5 separate regions of the Zea mays genome follow, and regions 2, 3, 4 and 5 are each linked to region 1. A link is a contact called in public Hi-C data. All regions are on one chromosome and are shown on one strand. The core of a region is the stretch at or near the end of the contact, and the rest is flanking DNA. Distances in the headings are between cores, read along the strand shown. Region 1 holds the start of LOC100501277. Region 2 holds the start of LOC100501494. Region 3 holds the start of LOC100283121. Region 4 holds the start of LOC100274557. Region 5 holds the start of LOC100274487.

Region 1 (3,931 bases), core at 682-3,181:
TCCGTGGCAGCAAGAGCAGGAATGGGGAGTGCAACCGGGCCCAGGATCGGATGGCCCACTACGAGGGAGGAAATCGTCGCCACGAAAGCCACAACGACTTTTTTTTTGAAAGTTAATATAAAACAAGTGAATACTTTGTTTTGTTGACAAATGCTAGCTCGTTCGAGTTAATAGGCTGGCCTAAATTTAAATTGAGTTGGTTTATTAACAAACCTAACTAAAATGCTACTTTAGCTTGTGACAAAATTAAAATTATTGAGCCGCCCTAGGACGGCACGGCACGGGGAGCTGTGGCCTGTGGCGGCTACGGGACTACGGAGTGGGGCTAGTTTGGGCCTGGTCGATGCCGTGATGAGCCTCCGGATGGGCTTTCCACGGCAGCTAGCTGTAGCAGCAGCAAGGAAGGGAAGTACAACCGGGCCCAAGACCAGACGGCCTGTCACGAGAGTAGTTAGTAATAAATCGCCGTCACAAAATCCACCACACCACGATTTCTATTCAATCTTTTTGTTTCTTTTTTGGTTGGTTTGCGTTGTAGGAAGATTCACCACTCCATCTTTGCCTTGTCCTTCCCGTGGACTGGAGCCTGGAGTGGAGTCGGAGATAGAGATGGCAATGGGTACCCGCTACCCGAAACCTGGTGAGTTTTTACTCTATTAGGGTATAAGTTTGGGTTAATTTCTGTACCCATAGATTTGTTAATGGGTTCAAATGAAAACCCAACTGGTACGTGGGCATGAGTTTGTTCTTCCACTACTCATACCCGCAAACCCATGGGTTTTTAAAACCCGCCTTAAAATCATCATTCCTTATAAATATGTCTCATAATATTATTAATTGAATATGTTCTAATTGAAATAAACTTAATGTAACAAATATTAAGCTAAAATTAGTTATCACTTGTTCCTTTTATCCTAGCTTATTAATGTATTGATTGTTATTTACATGATAAATTATTTTTTATGTTGATGTTAGTGGGTATGGGAAATCCGTTAGGTACCCAAAACCCGCATGGGTATGAGTTTGGGCAAAATTTTATATCCGTCATAGGTATGAATTTTTTAGCGGGCATATTTTTTCTTCACGGGTATGGATTTGTGCAAGTAATACCGAGCGGATTTTTACATGTTGCCATCTCTAGTCGGAGACGAGCACACGCAGCAGGTGATGGTGTGTAGTGCGCCCGTGACAGTAGCAGACGACCACTCTACCAGGCACCAGCAGCACGACGGTAGCTACTAACGAGGGGCGAGGGGCACTGTCAGAAGTCTCTCTCGGGCCTCGACCTCTTCTTTTCGTCCTCCCCTGGTCTCTGCGCGGGTCACACGTGAGTTGGACCAGTAGGGGGGGGGGGGGGGGGGGGGGCGCGGCGGTCACGCCTGACGCGCGCTAGGAGTAGTTCTAGCTGGATCGAGCTCTGCTCACGCACTCACACGTGTACCTCGGAGCAGCCATAGCTCGCAACGTGCCAAAGGCGAGAGCTCCCGATCACCACACCGCACAGCGGCACAGGTGAGAGGAAATGCGAAGCAAAGCGATGGGACGGGGAACTCCGGGAGCTGGTAGGGAGGGAGGGTTTGTGCGGGGCCCACCGGAATGGTGACGAGTGCGTTGCGGGTGGGGAAATGGGACAGTGACATCACCTCGTCGTCTCTTCCTCTGGGCGCCGGCTGGCCCGCCGGCCGCCGCACCTCCTGTTCTTGTTCGCTCCACCTCCGCCAAAAAAGAAAAAGAAAAAGGCCAAACGTGGGTCCTCCTCCCTCCCTTCGCTAAAACCTCATTCGTCATCTTGGGCGAATCCAAGCGCTAGGTCTCGCTTGCTTGCTCCCTCCCGGTCCCTGATCGAGTCGGAGACGGCTCTCTGCTTCCTCCGCCCGATGCTCGGTTCACTTCACTCCAACCAAGTCGAACCACGCCTCCGCTGTCCGCCCGTCCACGCTGCCTCTCTCTGCCTGCCCTCCTCTCCTTCCTCCACTCCTTGCCGAAACTGCCACGAGCACCTCCTGAGCCCAAGCTCGTTTACTTTCCAAGTTTGGTGCGGTGCTCGCAGCTCGCTGGTGCTGCTGACGCGGCCGCCGCCTTGATTAGCGACAAGCCACACCCGCTGTTCCTGGCTTCCTGCTCGGGCCGGCCGCTTTGATTATTCGTCTCTTTTTCTTTCTCGGCGATCGCCTTTTTCCCGAGATTGCATTTTTTTTATTTTGTCGGCGGTACGGCACTTTGGCTCCTTCCGCGAGGCCGCCGGCCGTGCAGATGCAGCAGCAGCAGCAGAAGCTGGTGGTGGCGTCGTGAACAAGAAATTCCTCCGGTTCCACGCGGTCCCCTCCCCTCGCTTTGGCCCCATTTATTTTCTTCCTTTTCCGCTGGTTTTCTGGTGGGGGGCGGGGGGTTTTGCGCTGGTTGTTCCGGTTGGGTTTAGGACGCCAACCAGCTGGTTTTCCCCACCCCGCTTGCGCTTCCATCCGTGAGCTCATCCGCCCAGCTGGAAAACAAGAATCCTCATGAGTTCTAGAAGGGAAGTCGCGATCTCTGGGTGAGGTGTCCGTTTCCTCCCGTTGCTGGATCCGCTGACTGACCGATCGGCAGAGCCGCCATGGCGTCGTCGTGCATCCCGGCCGGCGGCATCCGGCTGCCGGACCTGGAGATGGTCAAGGCCGCGCCGCCGGCGCACTCCGCGGCGTCCTCCACGCTCTCGGAGGCGTCCAGCGCGTCCGCAGTCTCCTCGTCGGCCACCTCGTCATCGGTGGCGTCGCTGTCGCTCAAGCGCCCGCGCACGCCGCGGAAGCGGTCCAGCCAGACGTACAACGAGGCGGCGGCACTGCTCGCGTCCATGTACCCCTCCGTCTTCCCCGTCGCCAGGGGCGGCGCCGCGCCGCGCCGCCTCCTCGGCCTCGCCTCCGCGCTCGCCGACGACTCGTCCTGCTCCGACCTCCTCCCGCCGTTCCCAGTCCCCGGCGGCCACGCCGCCTTCCTCCTCCGCGACCTGACGCCGCGGATCCCCGCCGCCGAAAGCTGCCCGTCGCCCGCTGCCGTCAGCAGCGTCTTCAGCGAGTTCCGCGACCCGGCGCCGTCTCCTGCGACCCCTGACGACGCTGCGGCGGCGCCTGACGAGCGCAGGGATCTTGGCTTCGACGATGACGACGGTTTCGACGCCGATTCTATTCTGTGCGGCGTCGACCAGAGCGCGGCCGAGGGCATCGATGGCATCATGGGTAAGCTCTCTATGGAAAACAACGGGGCGTCCGTATCAGGCTCAAGCGTTGACTCCAACATGCCCGGATCCAAGATGCACCCCTACCTCAGGAACCTTATGGTGCTCGGGCTCAGCTTCCGGCAGGATCAGAATATCATCATCAATCAAGCGCTGAAGCGGCATAGTGTCGATCCTGAATGGTGGATGTGCCCTGCCATACCTGTGAAAGACATTACCCCGGCACCACCGCCTTCAGTGGCAATGGCCAAGGTGACAGACAAGAAGAAGACTAAGAAGAAGTCACTGGGGACAATATACGAGGAGGGGAGTCCTGAGCCTGCCAATGGCGATGACGATGGAGCTTTGGCACTGCCAGAGACAGGATTGGGGCTTAGCTTGAATACTGACGGGGTGCTCAAGGCGTGGTGTGGCAGAGGCTCTGCGTTTGCTGATGGCAATGGGCCTGACTTGCCATTGTCCCCTGCTCATGTGGTAGTAAGTATTTCCAGCTTATCTAAAGATATAAAAGATCTTACATTTCCAGTTAAAAATTAAAGATGGCTAGAGCTCTTAGAACCCTGAGTTATACCTGCCATTAGTTCATATCGTCTGGTAAGTAGAATCTGTTTCACTTCAGTAAAAGTACAGATCGTCTGTTGTTTTATATCAGCAGTGATCAGAAAATCTTGGCATGCATTACTTTGTTTCAGTCCCTTCGCATTTCTTGTCAATGGCAGA
Region 2 (3,931 bases), core at 703-3,202, 220 kb after region 1:
CATGCAGTTGTTGTTGTTGTAGTAAAAAAGAAACCGGCAAAAAAAATTCACTTTTTTTGGTTTTATAAATGTTGTTAGGGACGATTGGGAAAACTAGGGGGTCTTGGCGATTTCAACCCGACCGCGCCTGAGAGGTGGAGACCGATCGACGACTTGTCTTGGCATCAATCAGGTGGGAAATCTGTTGTGTGCTATCTGCTATCGCATCCCCGTGACAGCAACCACCAGTCTGTACGATCTCCGTCCACGCCACCGACATTTTCTTCTTCTTCTTCTGTTTCGCTTTGTTTTCGCACCGGCGATCCAGTTCTTGAACGCTCGAGAGCATTGGTGGTGCAGAACTGGACTGGAGTGTCTCGCGGCCACTGCTGACTCCATGGTAAGCAGTAAGGAAAAAAAAAAACAGCAGCAAGCAGTAACGGCCATGCTATATGATTGCTTGCTACGGTGACGCCGCCCAGCACTGGCACTGCAGCCCCACACGTTCCCAAAAGAAAAGAAAAAAAAATGGACAAGCCCTGCTGCTAGTCTGCTACAGAACTATTATAGTAGCGGTCCCCGGAAAAGGAGGAAGGGATAAAAAGACGAGCTTCTTTGCGTGTCGCTTTGCAAAGGAACGATCTTTTGGCGTGATCCCCTGCATTGGTAAACATATTCCCAGCCCGGATGCTCTTGCTGCTTAGGCATGAACAAAGAGTACGATCATTTTTCTGCCTTTTTCTTTTTTGTTGTTGTTGTGCGTGTGTGATTTTATTCTAGGGCTAGGAGGAGGAGGAGTGGTGGTGGAAAACGCGCAGGATTGCGTGTCGTGTGGGATTGGCGTCGGCGTCGGCGGCCGCGGCTATGATTGATTTATTAATAACGTCGTTCGTCGGCCGTATGTGCAGGTGGAGTCGGGCGGGGAGGCAGCGGGCTGCGGCCGGGGACTAGTACTAGGTAGCAGTAGTCCAAGTCCGGCGGTCCGGCCGCGTCTCCGGCGGCGAAGAGGTAGGGGCGAGCGAGGAGCCAGACACCGGCGCGCGTGGCGTGGCGTGGCGAGGCGGAAACGGAACGACGGTCGGTGGTTGCAGAACAAGAAGAAGAAAGACTGAAGGGGAAGGGCGTGGCCGTGGCGTGGCGTACCGATTTGCGCGGGCGAGGTGGCGGCGGCGTCGTGGAGCACGATGACGGTGCGGGACGGGACGATGACGGTGACGGTGCGCACGCCGGGCAGCGGCCGCAGCAGCTTCTCGACGAGGGGCACCTCGGAGGGGCAGCAGATCCCCAGCACGTCGAAGTAGCTCTTGTGCAGGGTCCCCGCCGCCGCAGCGTCCCCCATTGCGCCGCCCCGCGCCGGTTCCTCTGTGCCCCTGTGTCTGTTGTCCCGCTCCCGCCGCAGAGGAGGAGGAAGCGGCCAAACCTACACGAGGAGAAGTCGAGCGGTGGTTTGAGCGGAGGCCAGGGGGGTGGGGGCAGCAATCTTGGCGTGCGCGCGGCCGGGGGTTTTGTTTCGGCCGGGCCGGGTTACATAAATAAACATGCAAAGAAAGCCCGCCGGCGACTTACCCCGCTGGCGGCCGGGTGAGTCCGGGAGGGAGGGGAGGGGGGGACTGGTGCGGATGGCAGGAGCGGTTGCGTTGGCCTGGCCGTCTGCGGAAGCGGAGGGGAAAGGAGAGAGGAGTGGGAACTGGGAAGCTGGAGGGCGGGTATTTATGGATGGACTCGGCCATGGCCCGCGCTCGCTCGCTCGCTGTGACTGGAGCGGGTGGTGGTGGTGGACTGGTGGGTGGGTGCCGACGCGTGAGGCACACACACAGCGCACTGGCGGCACCGGTGGTGGTAAGTTGCGGAGACGGCAGCGGAGGCCAGGCCGCCGGACGGTGAAACGGACGCGTGCGTGGCTTTGGCTTGGCAGTTGGCACTGGCAATGCCATGCCATGGCATGGCATGGCGTGGCGCGCGGCACGTGACGTACGCGGCTCTCGATCGGTCGGTCGTCTTGAGTATATATATTATCATCGACGACGCTCCGTGCCGTGTCGTGCTAGGAGGCCCTCCCCCGCACCCAAAAAAAAGAAAAAAAAATTCAGGCCGGCTGCAACAAATTTTTTTCCAAAAAAAACGGATGCAAAGGTGGCGGATCGGACTCGTCCAGACGGCGGGTGATACGCATGAGTCGTCCATCCACACCTTCTACCCCATGCATCCGTCCGTCGTCATCGGCATGGATCAACTCCACGTACGGTGCCGTGACATCTACGGGTTAGCACGAATATTTTGACAGAAAAATATACTGCAGGATAATGTGTAGTTATTATCTAGTGTTATAAATATTATTACTGCTTTATATGTACTCCTTTATATGTGTGTGCATATATATAATCCCAAACAAAGAATCCCATAGAGAGATGGGATGGCCTTTTTTCCCCCTTGAGAATTCGAGTCCGGAGGTTGAGTGACGGATACGCCATGCTTTTATTTCGTGACAGCCTTTTTGTACACAACAAGGTGCCGCACAAGCACAGGCACGTACGCCTCGCGTGCATCACGTTTCGCACGCCCAGTCACACGCACCGTGCCCCGGCGGGGACGGGGAGGGAGGACAGACAGTAGCGACGGACACACATGGGACGAGCAGCTGTTTCATCTGTCCGGTTATTTACCTCCCATCTTTTTTATTGTATGGATGGATGACAACGACGCATGTACAATCTAGATATTATACTGTGGTTCTTTAAGCGCTAAATACATCTACGAAACTCATTCATAAACTCAATGTATTTAAGTTTAAAGATACGACTTATTTATATGAGTTGTATGGACATAACTATGTGTAAACTTAGAGAACCGTGTTAGAAACGTTCATTCATTAAGATACTGTCTCTTTTTTTTACACTTATTCCTTGATATCTGTTAAGATACAGAATTTGGCTATGCCCTTAGTCGTCCTCCCTAGAACAGTACTTCCAGGATACATCCACGGGCCATCAGTCATGCAGGAGCGTAAGTAGGGCTGGGCGTTCGGGTTTACCCGGTATTTTGGGCCGGATTTTTTGGGTTTTTTATATTTCGGCCTTCTAACATCTATACCCGAACTCTTACCCGTAATTTCGGGTACCCGTAATTTTGGGTACCCGTAATTTCGGGTACGAGTTCGGGTAATAGCAAACTACCCAAAACAGTGAAACAATATTCAACGGTAGTAGAGTAGGATATTTAATATTCAAGAGAGCAAGATTTAACATTCAACAGTGAAAAAGTGAATCAATATTTAATATTCAACAGTAAGACAATATTCGCTCTCACACATAACAGAGAGTAGTAGGCAGTGAAACATTGATAGTGATATTCAAAACACTCGACCAGACACCAGATGCAGTGAAACCGTGATAGTGAAACAATATTTGTTCTCCATAGTCCATAGTTCCATACGTGTAGTTTGTAGAGTAGCAGACAGCAGCACGGATAGTAGGTAGGCAGTGCAGTCCTTTCTGCAAAACCGGAGCCACCGAGCCAGACTAGCTTTTGCCAGTGAGTCCAAGACGAACTATCCGAAAGCAACAGCGCAGGTCGCTGCTCCCTAAAAAATAAAGATTCAGCTTGGCAACATGGATGAATGCAGTTTAATATTGTCGGCGTTTCGAACCCGGGAGTCCCTGGACCGACGAGTAAATTGTCGTCGCGTGCCCCAGCCCAGATGGGTCGGCGCGAGACGGAGCGCGAAGGGGGGAAGAAGCCGGAGGGAGACAGGCGTGAGAGGTGAAACCCGCAGCCTTCGTGTTTGTCCCGCGCCCAGGTCGGGTGCGCTTGCAGTAGGGGGTTACAAGCGTCCACGCGGGAGGGAGCGAGCGGCCTGACGCGAGCGCCGTCCCGTCCTTCCCCGCGCGGCCAACCCTCTGTAAGAGGGCCCTGGACCTTCCTTTTATAGGCGTAAGGAAAGGATCCAGGTATA
Region 3 (3,931 bases), core at 361-2,860, 200 kb before region 1:
GGTCGACTTCTTGTTTTGTAACATGTGCGAATAATAGTTGACTGATGTATAATTTAGAAGTGAATTGTTTAGGCTGACTGATATTTAGGTAGGACGAGCTACCGGAATGCGAACCTAAAATTTATAATTACCCAAAATTTTGGTTATATCATCTGAACAATCTAATTTTGGATAGTCTCTAGATACCCGAAATTCTAAAACCCAAAGAAACTGATCGGGCTAACCCCCACGCTAGGGGCTTGTTCGGTTATACCTCAATCCATATGGATTGAGGGGGATTGAGGGGGTTTCAATCCCTAGTAAGTCAAAATCCCCCTCAATCCGTATCAATCCCCTTCAATCCATATGGATTGAAAATAACCGAACAAGCCCTAGGTGGGTAGTGTCATCACGGGGCAAGAAGCCATGGACAAAGGCTGAAAAATCGGAAACGAGCCAAATCAAGGCCCTGTCTAGACACTGTCACGCACGTTGGTGCTTGGCACGAGTAAGCCGTAAAGGCAGCTAGCTCAGCTCCAACCCCAATCCAAGTCGGCGAAGGGAAAAGTTCACATATTCTTTTCTTCTCACGTTTAAATAGCAAAAAAAAACTAAAAATATATAGAAATAGAGATTTAAACCATGATAGTTAGATTTAATTAAAAATGTATCTACGTCCATTTAACAAAAATGACACATGTTTTTATGTTTTATACCTATAATAATGTGTAATATAGATATTTATAGAAAAATGGGAAAACATAAAACCAGGTCAGGCTAGGCCGGGCCAACCGTGACGCGCCTGCTAACCAACGCGCTAGGTTATGTTGGGGTCAGACCGTGAGAGTAAAACTGTGCTAGGTTATGGGTTTACCAGGCGCCTCGATCCGTTTGAACATCTCTAGGTTCCATCGACTCGTTTCCAAGCAAGAAGAAAGGGAAGGAAAGGAAACCCGTTGCTTCCTGCAAATGCAAAGGGATGGAGCGGCCGGATCTCAACGCGAGATGCCAGGCGGCAGGCGCCTGCATGCACATTGGACGACGACGTGGCGATGGCGACCGACGGTGAAAGAGACAACCACATGCATCATGCATGTACGCACGCACGCGGCCTGGCGGAGAGACGACGGAGAGCCCCTGATGATCATGTGCCGCGGCAAAGGCTACGAGCGGAGCCCCTCCTAACCGTAGCCGAACTGCTCGCAAGCGCGGCCCAATGACGCGTGCGCTTTTCCACGCGATGGAGCAGGGGAGGGGAGGAGACGGACGCAACGCGAACGAGCAAGCCGCCCGCCCGGCCGCGTGGCGTGATGTAACCGTAGCGGAAAGGCGGCGGCCCACATGCCCGATGCGGGGGCCTGGGGGTTGGGTTGGGTGTGCTGGCGCTGGCGGGCGACGCACGCGGGCAGGGCAGGCTTTTGCGCCTGGGCGAGTGGAGCGGTGCCGGTGCGGCGGCGTTCCGGTAAGGGAAAGGAAACAGGCGGCGTTGTGTGCTGTGCTGTTGCCGTTCCGTGCAGCCGTGGGGACGGACGGACGAGAGAGCGACCGACCGACCGACGTCACCCGCGCGGCGCGCACCGGATGACGCCCATGCCACTGCCAGCTCCGCTCCGTTTGCTCGCTGGCAAATAGCCGCCCCCGCGCCCGGCGGGGCTGCCGCGTGCCCGCGTCTGCGCAGCCTCGGCTGCCGCCGCCTGCTCCCACACTCACCCTCACACGCACGCACCCCCCTCTGCCGCGGGTCTCCCCAATAAAAATAGCAAGCCACGACGCCAGTGCTCTCCCGGCCCGCGCCTCGCTCTCTCTTGTCTCGCCCGCTAGCTCCCATCCCAGCCTCCCACCGCGCCCGCCTGCCCCAACATCCCCCCTCCCCGCTCCGCTCCACGCACGGCTCCAGATCTGCTACGGCGGCGGCCGGTGGACGCCGCGCCGCGCGTGCCGGAGGCGGTGACGGTGGGTGGCGCTCCACTCCCCGCGCCCCAGCGCTTCGAATCCCGACCGCAGCTCACGCCCCTCCTTTTTTGCCCGTGCAGTGAGCGGCGGATCCTGCCCGGCCGTGCCATCCTGGCGACGATGACAGCGTAAGCGGGCGGCGGACGACCGCGCCCCCCCGGCCCCTACTCCCGAGGTACCTACGACCTGTGCCCGCTTCCTATGCCTTGCGTGCGTTCGGTTCTCGGTCCGGCCGATCCGCCGCGGCACTCGACTCCGCACGCTGCCAGACCGGCGACGAGCGGCGGCGGAAGGGAGGGACGGGTGGGGATCCGAGCTTGAGCTTCCACCCTCCGTGTTTCTTTTTCTTTATATCTGTTTGTTTATCGGTGGCGGTGCTCACTGCTCTGCCTCCTCGTCGGACGATCTTAGCTCGGGGAGCCGCGTCCGACTATGGTGGAGTCCAATCAACGCTGCCTGCCGCGGGAATTGGCGCTCCAGTGAGGTTGGGACTGGATTAGGGGTGCGTGTGCGTATGACGTGCTCGTTTAATGCATGCTCCCTCCACGAACCAAAAAAAAAGATTTGGACATAAGACAGACTCTTGCCTCTCTTTTCGTTTTGTCAAAGTCGTTTCAGAGAGATTAGGGAATTGGGGGTTACAGCATGTTATCAAAGTGGGACCTTGCCTTCGCTTAGGAAGTATGCTTATCAAAGTCCAACTGGTCAAAAAAAAACGAACAATTTGAATTCTTCGTAGCATCATTGCAAAGAGCATATTCATTCATTATTTTTGTTCATGCTACTAGCAAAAGTAAGAAATTTGCACAAGTTCACTCTGTTGTCTGTTAAACGGTTTGTACAACCTGACTGGGTCTTCCCAGTGTACAGTATTAAGAAAATTACACGGTTCGTATGACATGACTTGGTGTTCCCTGCGTGTAGTATTAGGAAAGCTAACCTATTCTCTTAAAAGAGTTGATGACGCTTCACCTTTTGGTTTCTTATAATTTTATCTCCTACTAGGTCATTGGCGTGTGCTCCTTGGCAGAAAATGGCGATGATGGTGGATCCCCCCAATGGCATGGCAAGTCAAGGAAAGCATTACTATACTATGTGGCAGACACTGTTTGAGATCGACACCAAGTACGTGCCGATCAAGCCCATCGGAAGAGGAGCTTACGGAATCGTTTGCTCATCTGTTAACCGCGAGACCAATGAAAAAGTCGCGATAAAAAAGATAAACAACGTCTTTGACAACCGTGTGGATGCGCTAAGGACGCTGAGAGAGCTGAAACTCCTTCGGCACCTGAGGCACGAGAATGTTATTGCTCTCAAGGACATAATGATGCCTGCGCATAGAAGGAGCTTCAAGGACGTTTACTTGGTTTATGAGCTCATGGACACTGATCTGCATCAAATAATTAAGTCATCTCAACCACTATCCAATGACCACTGCCAGTATTTCCTTTTTCAGGTAAGTTTCGCAAGGATCCTGTTTTCAAATAGTTATGTCCTTTGCTCTTGTTTCTTTATTGATGTATATATGTTCAGTAATCTGTCATCAGTCATTACATTGAGAAAGTATGATCATTTTCTCACATGAACTGAGGGGCATTAAGTAATTTCTGTTGTCACACTGAATCTACTATCAAATTGATACAATTCTGTCATGTGCACTGAAATCGGCAAAATTCAGCCCAATAATTGCATGTATCAGAATGGAGATAAATGGAGGACCTGTTTTTTTATTGACTTATTGAAGTTCAATGGGAATGAAGCCAAAGACAATGCTCCCAAAGGCATACAAAAGATTGTGTGTTAGGGTCTGAAGATGAATTGTGATGTTCTACTTCTGAGCACATGGTTGTGTATTCGAGATACCAACTTCATGAGATTATTTTTTAGCGTGAAACTTAAACTATGGAAACAAATATCATCATTTGGTTGTTTTCATGCGCACCCCTGAAATGCTGCGGTAGTGTTAGCACATGCTATGAACTAGTAAACAGAAACACAA
Region 4 (3,931 bases), core at 778-3,277, 160 kb before region 1:
TTAGCAGAGAGAAAAGGTAACATATGCATGCTATGTTGATGTCTTTAGTTTAATAATGCTCATGTCTTTAATTTAATCATGCTCATGGCTTTCTATGTAATTGTTTTTCAAGATTCCAAGAAACTGCCATCCTTGATGTATGATTTTGAAGATGTTATGAATGCACTAGATGTTGCAATGAAGCATGATGTTCAGAATGCAACATATAGCAGCGAAGAAAATGGCCCAGATGCTATGGATGATTATGGGAAGCTGTAACTGTTTGTGTCAGTTCACAGGTAATAGTTTGTTGCATATAGCAGTGAAGAAAGTATCATGTACAACTATCTGTTCCTGACCATATGAATAAAATTGTAACTTGTTCATTTCATTCATTTGATCCAGGAGATAAAAGAAGCTACAGATAAGGGGGAAATTGTGTCTTCTGTGAACAAGATGATTATGAGTAGCTGTAGAATGGCACCTGGCAAACTGAGACAAAAATAAGAAAGTTTAAATAAGTTATTATGTTTTGTGAACTTAGCCTAGTTGTAGGTTGTTATGCTGTTGTTGATTTGGATGGTGTGCTGGAAATTTGATGTTATGTGAACTTAAACTATTTGTGGGCTGCTATGCTATTGATGATTTAGATTGTTTGTTGTTATGGTATGCTATTGATGATTTAGGCGAAGGTCCCAACTTGATTAACCGTTTATCGATCGGTACCACTATAATTCTATTCGTATTAATATCGTTTTCAGATTTTCGGATTTTTTTCGATCGTTTTTGTTACCGGCTATCCCGTTTCGGTCCGTTGTTAAAAAACCAGTAACAGTAACCGTCCGTCCGTTTTCAGGCCTAATCTAATCGGAATGGCAAAGTAGCGACCCCAGTCGCTAGGGGAAAAATGAGAAAATTGGATTTCTGCCATTATGAAACTTCGGATTCGTTCAAATGCCATTATGTAAACACATTTCGTTAATTCGCCATTTTCAAACGCAGACTTACAGACAAAATGCCATCTAGGGGGTTATTTGAAAAATAAACATCTTTTACTATGCTGTCATCAGTTGATCGGACGCTTTTGCCCCTAGAACAAAAACGCCGTTCTCTTTTCTCTTACCCGGGTCATCTCTCTTTTCTTATCCTCTCTCTCCCCTCGGCCAAAATCGACGGCGCCCCACCCACGTCCTCCATGGCGGCGGCGATGGCGGCGGCGATGGCGGCGGTCGCGGCTGCCACGACGGCGGAGGACGAGGCGCGCCTGCTGTGTCTGGAGGAGCACGACGGCGACGGCGCCTCGGACTACCTCTGCCTCGCCCGCCGGCTCCGCACCCGCCGCCCCGCCCACGTGCACCGCGTCGGCCTCACTCTCCTCAACAACGTGGTTATTAGAAGTAGGGGTGACAGTGGGAGTAGTGTGCTGTCAGATGAACTACTACTTTAATGGAGATCGTGGTTATTTTGATGGAGATCGTAGTGTGCTATCAAATGTACTGTTACCTGAAACAGATGTTTAGAAGCTGAAAATGTTGAATCTGTTAGTGTGCACAGGTTACCAGTTTTTTTTATTTGCACAGGTTACCAATGATTTGGAGGGTAAAAACTGAAGTTCCTTGTTTGAAAATGTTTGTCATGTATGCTTTGTAGACTGATGGTGTGGTTGCTATTTGGCAAAATATAACGCATTTGCAGTGAAAGGCTGAGCGGCCGGTGAAAGGCTGGGATGTGGAGTTGAGCGGCGGTGCTTTTGTCCAGGGGCAAAGGCGTCCCATCAAAGTTTTACAGGACACGAAAACAAGGTGAAGTTGCTAATAACCCCCTAAATGGCATTTTGTCTGTTAGTGTTTGAGAATGGCGTATTAACGAAACGCGTTTACATAATGGCATTTGGGCGAATTCTAAGTTTCGTAATGGCAAAAATCCAATTTTCTCGGGGAAAAATATGCAATTTTCTCGCCGGAGGTTGGGAACATCGGCACTTCCGGTGGCGACGTCACCTGAAGACACACACTGCATCCGTTCCACTGGAAGGCAATGAGTGCAATGGTTGAGACGCATCCTCCAACTCCAACCGCCGCTGCCGACGTGGTCTCCATCCTCCGCGGAGCTGACCCCGCCCGCCTCCTCGCCACTTCCGGCATCGCCCCGACGCCCGAGCTGCTCCAGCACCTCCGCCCCGCGCTCCCGACCCTCCCGGACTCCGCGATTCCGGCCCTCGCCCGCTGGGCCGGCGCCGCCACCGCCGTCTCCCTCCTCGCCTCCCGCCGCCTCTTCGCCGCCGCCTGGCGCTTCCTCCTGTTCCAGCCCGCCGCCGCCTCCCCGCCGCCCCCGCTCGCCGCGTTCGCACCGCTCCTTCGCCGCTACGCTCGCATCGGCCGCACCGACTCCGCGGTCCGCACGTTCCGGTTTCTCCAACGCCACCCGGGCCGCTACGCCGTCGAAAGCGATGTCACGCCGTCTGCCGAGGCGCTCTCCCCGTTGATCCTGACCATCGACGCGCTTTGCAAGGAGGGCCACCCTCGCGCCGCCGCGCTGCTCGTCGCGCAGATCCGGCGCGAGGACGACGGGTGGGCGCCCGACGTGCGGATCTACAACATCCTGCTCAACGGGTGGTCCCGCGCGCGCCGACTCGACAAGGCGGAGAAGCTCTGGGCGGCGATGCGCGATGAAGGCGTGCGGCCGACGGTGGTCACCTACGGGACCTTCATCGACGCGCACTGCGTCATGCGCAGGCCTGACCACGCGATGGCGCTCCTTGACCAGATGCGGGAGGAGGGTATCGAGGCCAATCTGCTCACCTGCAACCCCATCGTTTATGCGCTTGCACATGCAGGCCGTTTCGGGGACGCACACAAGGTGCTCGAAAAATTTCCCCTCTATGGCGTGGCTCCGAATATCTCGACATTCAACTCCCTCGTCTTCGGATACTGCAGGCACGGAGACCTTGCTGGGGCTAGTCGAGTGCTCAAGGCCATGCTGGGGCGGGGCATTTCACCAACTGCAAGGACATACAACTATTTTTTCACGGTCTTTGCCAGGAATCTTAGCATCGATCTGGGAATGAACCTCTACGTGAAGATGGTCAGCAATGGCTACGCGCCAGACCGGCTCACTTACCACCTTCTGATCAAGATGTTGTGTGAGGCGAACCGGCTTGAATTAACGCTGCAGATGCTTCAGGAGATGAGAAACAGTGGTTTTGAGCCAGATCTTGCAACCAGCACCATGCTGATACATTTGCTTTGCCGACGCCATCAGTTTGAGGAGGCTTTTGCGGAGTTCGAGCAGATGTTTGAGAGAGGGATGGTGCCCCAGTATATCACGTACCGGATGCTTATGAGAGAGCTAAAGCGGCTTGGTCTAGTCAAACTGGTACAGAAGTTGGCAGATCTAATGCGCTCAGTTCCACATTCCACAAAGTTACCTGGCGGTTACAGGGATAAGGAAGGAGATGATGCTATAGAGAAGAAGAAATCAATATTACTGAAAGCCCAGGCCGTTTCAGACGTTCTGAAGGATTGCAAGGATCCCAAGAAACTGCGCGAGCTCAGAGATCCTGAAGAAACTGACGTCCAAATTGCAGACAGGATTGTAGCCAACATTAGGAGAAGAGTATACGGAGACATCTCAAGGATAGTGCCATCTGTTTCTTGAAACATTGATTTGCATTGTGTAGATGTATCGATATTAATTGCGTGACTATGGTTTATCAGCCAGTTGAATTATTCATAGTGAGTTTTCAGATGTTCTGCTCTGCTTTCTCTGACACTCAAATCATCAAATGATTCAACGTCGCCCTCCCTTTCCTCACCCTGGCGCAGTTGGCAGTTACCATGGTGTGTTCCTAAGTTAGCTGATGTCTCTCCAGTTGCACAGGAGAAGGGGCTGGATCGACGAAAATTTGTAAGCTTTGCAAGAACTCATGCGTCATTGCAACACATAGTGGAAA
Region 5 (3,931 bases), core at 802-3,301, 140 kb after region 1:
CAAGGAAAATAACATTGGGGCAATTCTATAAGTTTGGAGCAAAATGAATTTGCACCAGCATGTGACGCACCGGACTGTCCGGTGTGCACCAGGCAGTGCCCGGTGCCCAGGCTAGCGTGCCCAGAGAATTAGCCGCTCTCGGGAATTCTCAGCGCTCCTCGGCTAAAAATCACCGAACTGACCGCTCTGTAGTGTTTGCTTCTGCTTAGAGAGGTCGCGGATGATCTTCGTCCTATTGTCGACCTCGTCGCTCCGGTGGTTTGAGAGATTCGACCCGTGGCGTGGATCTCCCTCGTGGAAGTGAAGTGAGGCATCAGAGCGTTGACTCCAATGGTTTGGGTTTTTTTTGGTTCGCATGCCGTTAGGACATGTACTATTAATTAAATCGTCTCTTGAGGGGTTTTTAGGGGATTAAGTGAAAAAAATCAAGAGAGACTCTTCGTGAAAAAACCGTCTACTCACGACAATCTATATTTATTGTAACTGTATTTATGATATAACGACCTAAGATTGCATCATGCAGTTTTTAGTTGTCTCTTACATTTAAAAAATCGTTCTAGGGTCTCTAGTTTGTACCTGCCCTTAGACTCATGTTGAAACGGATGTAAAATAATGGATAGGAGTGGATCCTAAATATCCGAATTATATAAGAAATTTAATATTCTAATATAGATGTGTATAGAATTTGGTGCTAATCTTTAGTCATGTTGTTAAATATATTTTTAAAGACATAATAACTTTTTATACTGCATTATTTTCTCTCTAAAAAATCATCCCAATCCTATCCGAAAACCCCCCTCGTCGGGGCGCTAGTGGCTGGTAGGGATGGATCCGAATATTTATTCGGATATCAAATTTTTGGTCTTCTTTCTTCGATTATGAACAAATAACATATAAAATTTGTTATGTAAATTTATATTTTTGTTTTTAGCATTAAGGCTATTAATCTTCATAAAAAATAAACATTAAATTCATTCTATATATTTTTAAATAATTGATATAAACTTCGGATGTCTATTCGAATACGGATTCGGATGTTTTTTCACTTTTTTGTTGTAGGGAGAAAATAATATACATAAAAAATTATATACAAATTTATTTAAATACTTCATAATATTCTTAATAACATTGTCAAAAATTAGCTTTAAATTCTATGTATATCTATATTAAAATATTAGATTTGTGATAAAGTCGGATGTTTTAGCAACATCCTAGTGGCTGGTGCTGAAGTTGTCAGTCCGGACGATCAGGCGGCTGGCTCAGCTAGTTCATTCAAAACACAAAAGCTTGACCTGACACAAGCAACGTCTCTCTCTCCGGCATCTCTCGTGATCACGGCAGGCAGGCAGGGCATCCTGCTGCTCACGTGGCCCCGTCATTCTCCCATCCCGCGCCGACCGACACGACACTTGTCCCGAGCCACACAGACAACCCGGGGTGCGCAGCGGCTAGTGCTGGATCGGCGCCGCCCGCCAGTACCGAGGCGCAGCCGCCGCTCCTCCCGCCCTGGACGCGTACCATGGGGCCCGTTGGACCCACTAGCTCCCGCGGCGGCCCTGCCTGGCAGCCTGGGCCTAGTCAGTCAGTGTCAGTCACGCGCTCACGAGAAGCCCCCTAAGCGGCCTGGTGCTACCGACGAAGACCAGGTCCATGAGCCAAATTCCACTGACAGGTCGGACTTATCCCTCGCCAATCCACCAAGACCAGGTGCACGCGTTCCGAATCGGTAACAGCTACCTCCATGTCCATATGCCCCATGCGGCGGGGCACGCATGCCCGGAGGACGCGTCGCCGTGGATTCTATTACGATACTATCTTTCAAAAAACCCTCCGTACGACGCATTCACAGCGCCTGTACCACTGACACCGCGGGCCACCGCACCTACATACGTGGCAAGAGCGGGAGCAGGGCGAGTGGGGCCTGGCCGCCTGGGGGCCAAAAGCACCCAAAGGATAGGAAAAAAAAATCGAGATTCTTGCCTTGCCTTGCCTTGCAATTGCATTGCCTATCCCTCCATTAAAGACAAGGGAGGCAGCCAAAAGGTGACGGCACCACTAACCAAGCCAGCACCAGCGGAACTGTGCTGTGCAAGCACTCAGCTTCGCCTCCATTCCGCTCACTTCCCGCGGCCACTCCGCTCCCCAAACCCTAACGCCCTCGAGCGGAGCGATCTCTTTGCTTCGCCAGTGCCGCGCCCGGGCATGCCGCCGCCACTGGGTGGCGCGGTCAAGGCCGACTGATCCGTGCGCTTGGGAGCCGCCACCGCCGCCGCCGCCGCCGCTGCCATTCCTCCCTCGGTGCCCACTGGGGTGGAGCGGAGACTGGAGATTCTGCCGTCTGTCGCAAGTCACACACTAGGTGAGTGATCCTCGGTTTCATTGATTGCCGCAAGAGTTTTTTCCTTGTCGGAGACCAAAAAAAAAAAAAGAAAGAAAGGTTCCGCTTTGTTCTTGCCCTTGGAACGACCCGATCGAAATGCTCTTTCCTCTGTATTCCCCCCAACCACTTGAAACTAAACGTGACAAGATTTTACTAGCTGGGCTGCTGGGGGAAACGAAACGCGTGCATATGCAATGCATTGCGTCCAAGGCGCTAGCCGTCCTCATGTATCGCTCACTACTACTCGCGTCATTAGGGCATACAGTGGTGTTTAATGTGGAGTCTCTTAAGGTGTTTAAGGGGCTTATTTGCAAAAAAATCTTAGAGCCGTCTCTCCGTGAAGAGACGCCTCTGGCTCGTAAACCAAGTAGCAACAGACGCCTCACTTCCCACTGTACGAATTTGTCGTCTGTTCTATCGATCTGATGCTATACAAATACATTTAATTCTGTATTTATTAATAGACTACGTTTATAGACACTCCATTGTACAATAGAGTCTCTTAGTTGTCTCCTGTGCTTGGAGAACCGTTTTGGTGTCTCTCCACTGTACATGCCCTTAATCTGCGCCATTTTAGTACCACTGGCGCCCACCCCTGATTTAAGAGGTTCCGTAAATGCGCTCCCCCACCCACCTCCATGGGGGAGGGGGTCCCTGTGAGGCGGGCAAGCTCTGCCACCGCGGGCACCTACTGGCTGGAACAGTGCGGTGCCGCACCTTGACGTGCGCGGCAGTCAGTGTTGCCGCCTAGTCGCCGCTGTACTTCTACCCTTGGTCCTTGGACCAACGCTGCTGGCCTGGAGGCTGGAGGGGGACGTCACGAAGTTTTTTCGACTGGCCATAGTTGGATGTTTAATGTCTTTGTCTGTGCTGAATATCGTGTGTCACCTGATGCTTTCTCGCTCTGCACGTTTCCGAAGGTTTCTCGGGCGCTGACATTGTTGGAAGATGTGGAGGATCAAGCTCGCCTGTTTGCTTCTTATCTTTGTGCAAGTGCAACGAGTGGTCCTTGGAACACATGACGTGTACATCGTGGTGATGGAAGGGGATCCGGTTGTGAGCTACCGAGGTGGCGTTGACGGATTTCCGGCAACTGCTGTGGATTTGGACGAGGAAATGGACGTTACCAGGTACCTACCTACCCCTGCTGATGCTTTTGTTTTCTTTGCCATGGCTCTCAAGCATAAACGAATGCAGGACTGACTGTTGTTGGATTTCATTTCTCAAGCTCTGTTGCTGTTTGAATTCGCCTGCTGTTACTTTTCCTATTGGATCCTCGATGTCAAACCTGAAAGTTCCTGACTATATTTTGTATTGCTCTCTTCTTGTTCTTAGCATGTTGCAAACGCCACGGTTTTGTCTTCATCCCAAATATACTGATTTGCAGTGAGGCTGTCACGTCGTATGGCCTCCACCTTCCTATAGGATCCTTGATATCAAACCTGAAAGTTATTGACTATATACTGTATTGCAGTCTGCTTGTTCTTAGCATGTTGCTAACACCAATGGTTTTGTCTTCATCCCAAATCTACTGATTTGCAGTGAAGCTGT

Evidence for each region. A called contact is a pair of places that touch in the nucleus more often than the background predicts.
Region 2: a contact with region 1 is called in a Hi-C map of bundle sheath, with 2.3 times the contacts expected there. The contact joins the promoter of LOC100501494 here to the promoter of LOC100501277 in region 1. A contact is called at or near these places in 3 of 25 Hi-C or Micro-C datasets (bundle sheath, endosperm and leaf).
Region 3: a contact with region 1 is called in a Hi-C map of leaf, with 6 times the contacts expected there. The contact joins the promoter of LOC100283121 here to the promoter of LOC100501277 in region 1. A contact is called at or near these places in 6 of 25 Hi-C or Micro-C datasets (bundle sheath, ear, endosperm and 2 more).
Region 4: a contact with region 1 is called in a Hi-C map of leaf, with 4 times the contacts expected there. The contact joins the promoter of LOC100274557 here to the promoter of LOC100501277 in region 1. A contact is called at or near these places in 6 of 25 Hi-C or Micro-C datasets (bundle sheath, ear, endosperm and 2 more) and 1 of 3 datasets of contacts at active chromatin or transcription factors (leaf).
Region 5: a contact with region 1 is called in a Hi-C map of leaf, with 9 times the contacts expected there. The contact joins the promoter of LOC100274487 here to the promoter of LOC100501277 in region 1. A contact is called at or near these places in 16 of 25 Hi-C or Micro-C datasets (bundle sheath, ear, endosperm and 5 more) and 1 of 3 datasets of contacts at active chromatin or transcription factors (leaf).

The regions. Positions count from the first base shown.
Region 1 is chr5:58,056,282-58,060,212 of Zm-B73-REFERENCE-NAM-5.0, forward strand. It overlaps LOC100501277, which reads left to right and starts at 1,932. Exons shown (of 3, transcript NM_001366923.2): 1 at 1,932-3,688. The coding sequence starts at 2,594.
Region 2 is chr5:58,273,953-58,277,883 of Zm-B73-REFERENCE-NAM-5.0, forward strand. It overlaps LOC100501494, which reads right to left and starts at 1,953. Exons shown (of 10, transcript XM_020537505.2): 1 at 1,546-1,953; 2 at 1,123-1,399. The coding sequence starts at 1,318.
Region 3 is chr5:57,855,169-57,859,099 of Zm-B73-REFERENCE-NAM-5.0, forward strand. LOC100283121 reads left to right here and starts at 1,611. Exons shown (of 4, transcript NM_001156023.1): 1 at 1,611-1,932; 2 at 2,013-2,107; 3 at 2,938-3,388. The coding sequence starts at 2,966.
Region 4 is chr5:57,899,707-57,903,637 of Zm-B73-REFERENCE-NAM-5.0, forward strand. It overlaps LOC100274557, which reads left to right and starts at 2,028. Exons shown (of 2, transcript NM_001148912.1): 1 at 2,028-2,838; 2 at 2,916-3,725. The coding sequence starts at 2,648. The coding sequence ends at 3,636.
Region 5 is chr5:58,200,630-58,204,560 of Zm-B73-REFERENCE-NAM-5.0, forward strand. It overlaps LOC100274487, which reads left to right and starts at 2,052. Exons shown (of 11, transcript NM_001353544.1): 1 at 2,052-2,359; 2 at 3,301-3,510; 3 at 3,923-3,931. The coding sequence starts at 3,329.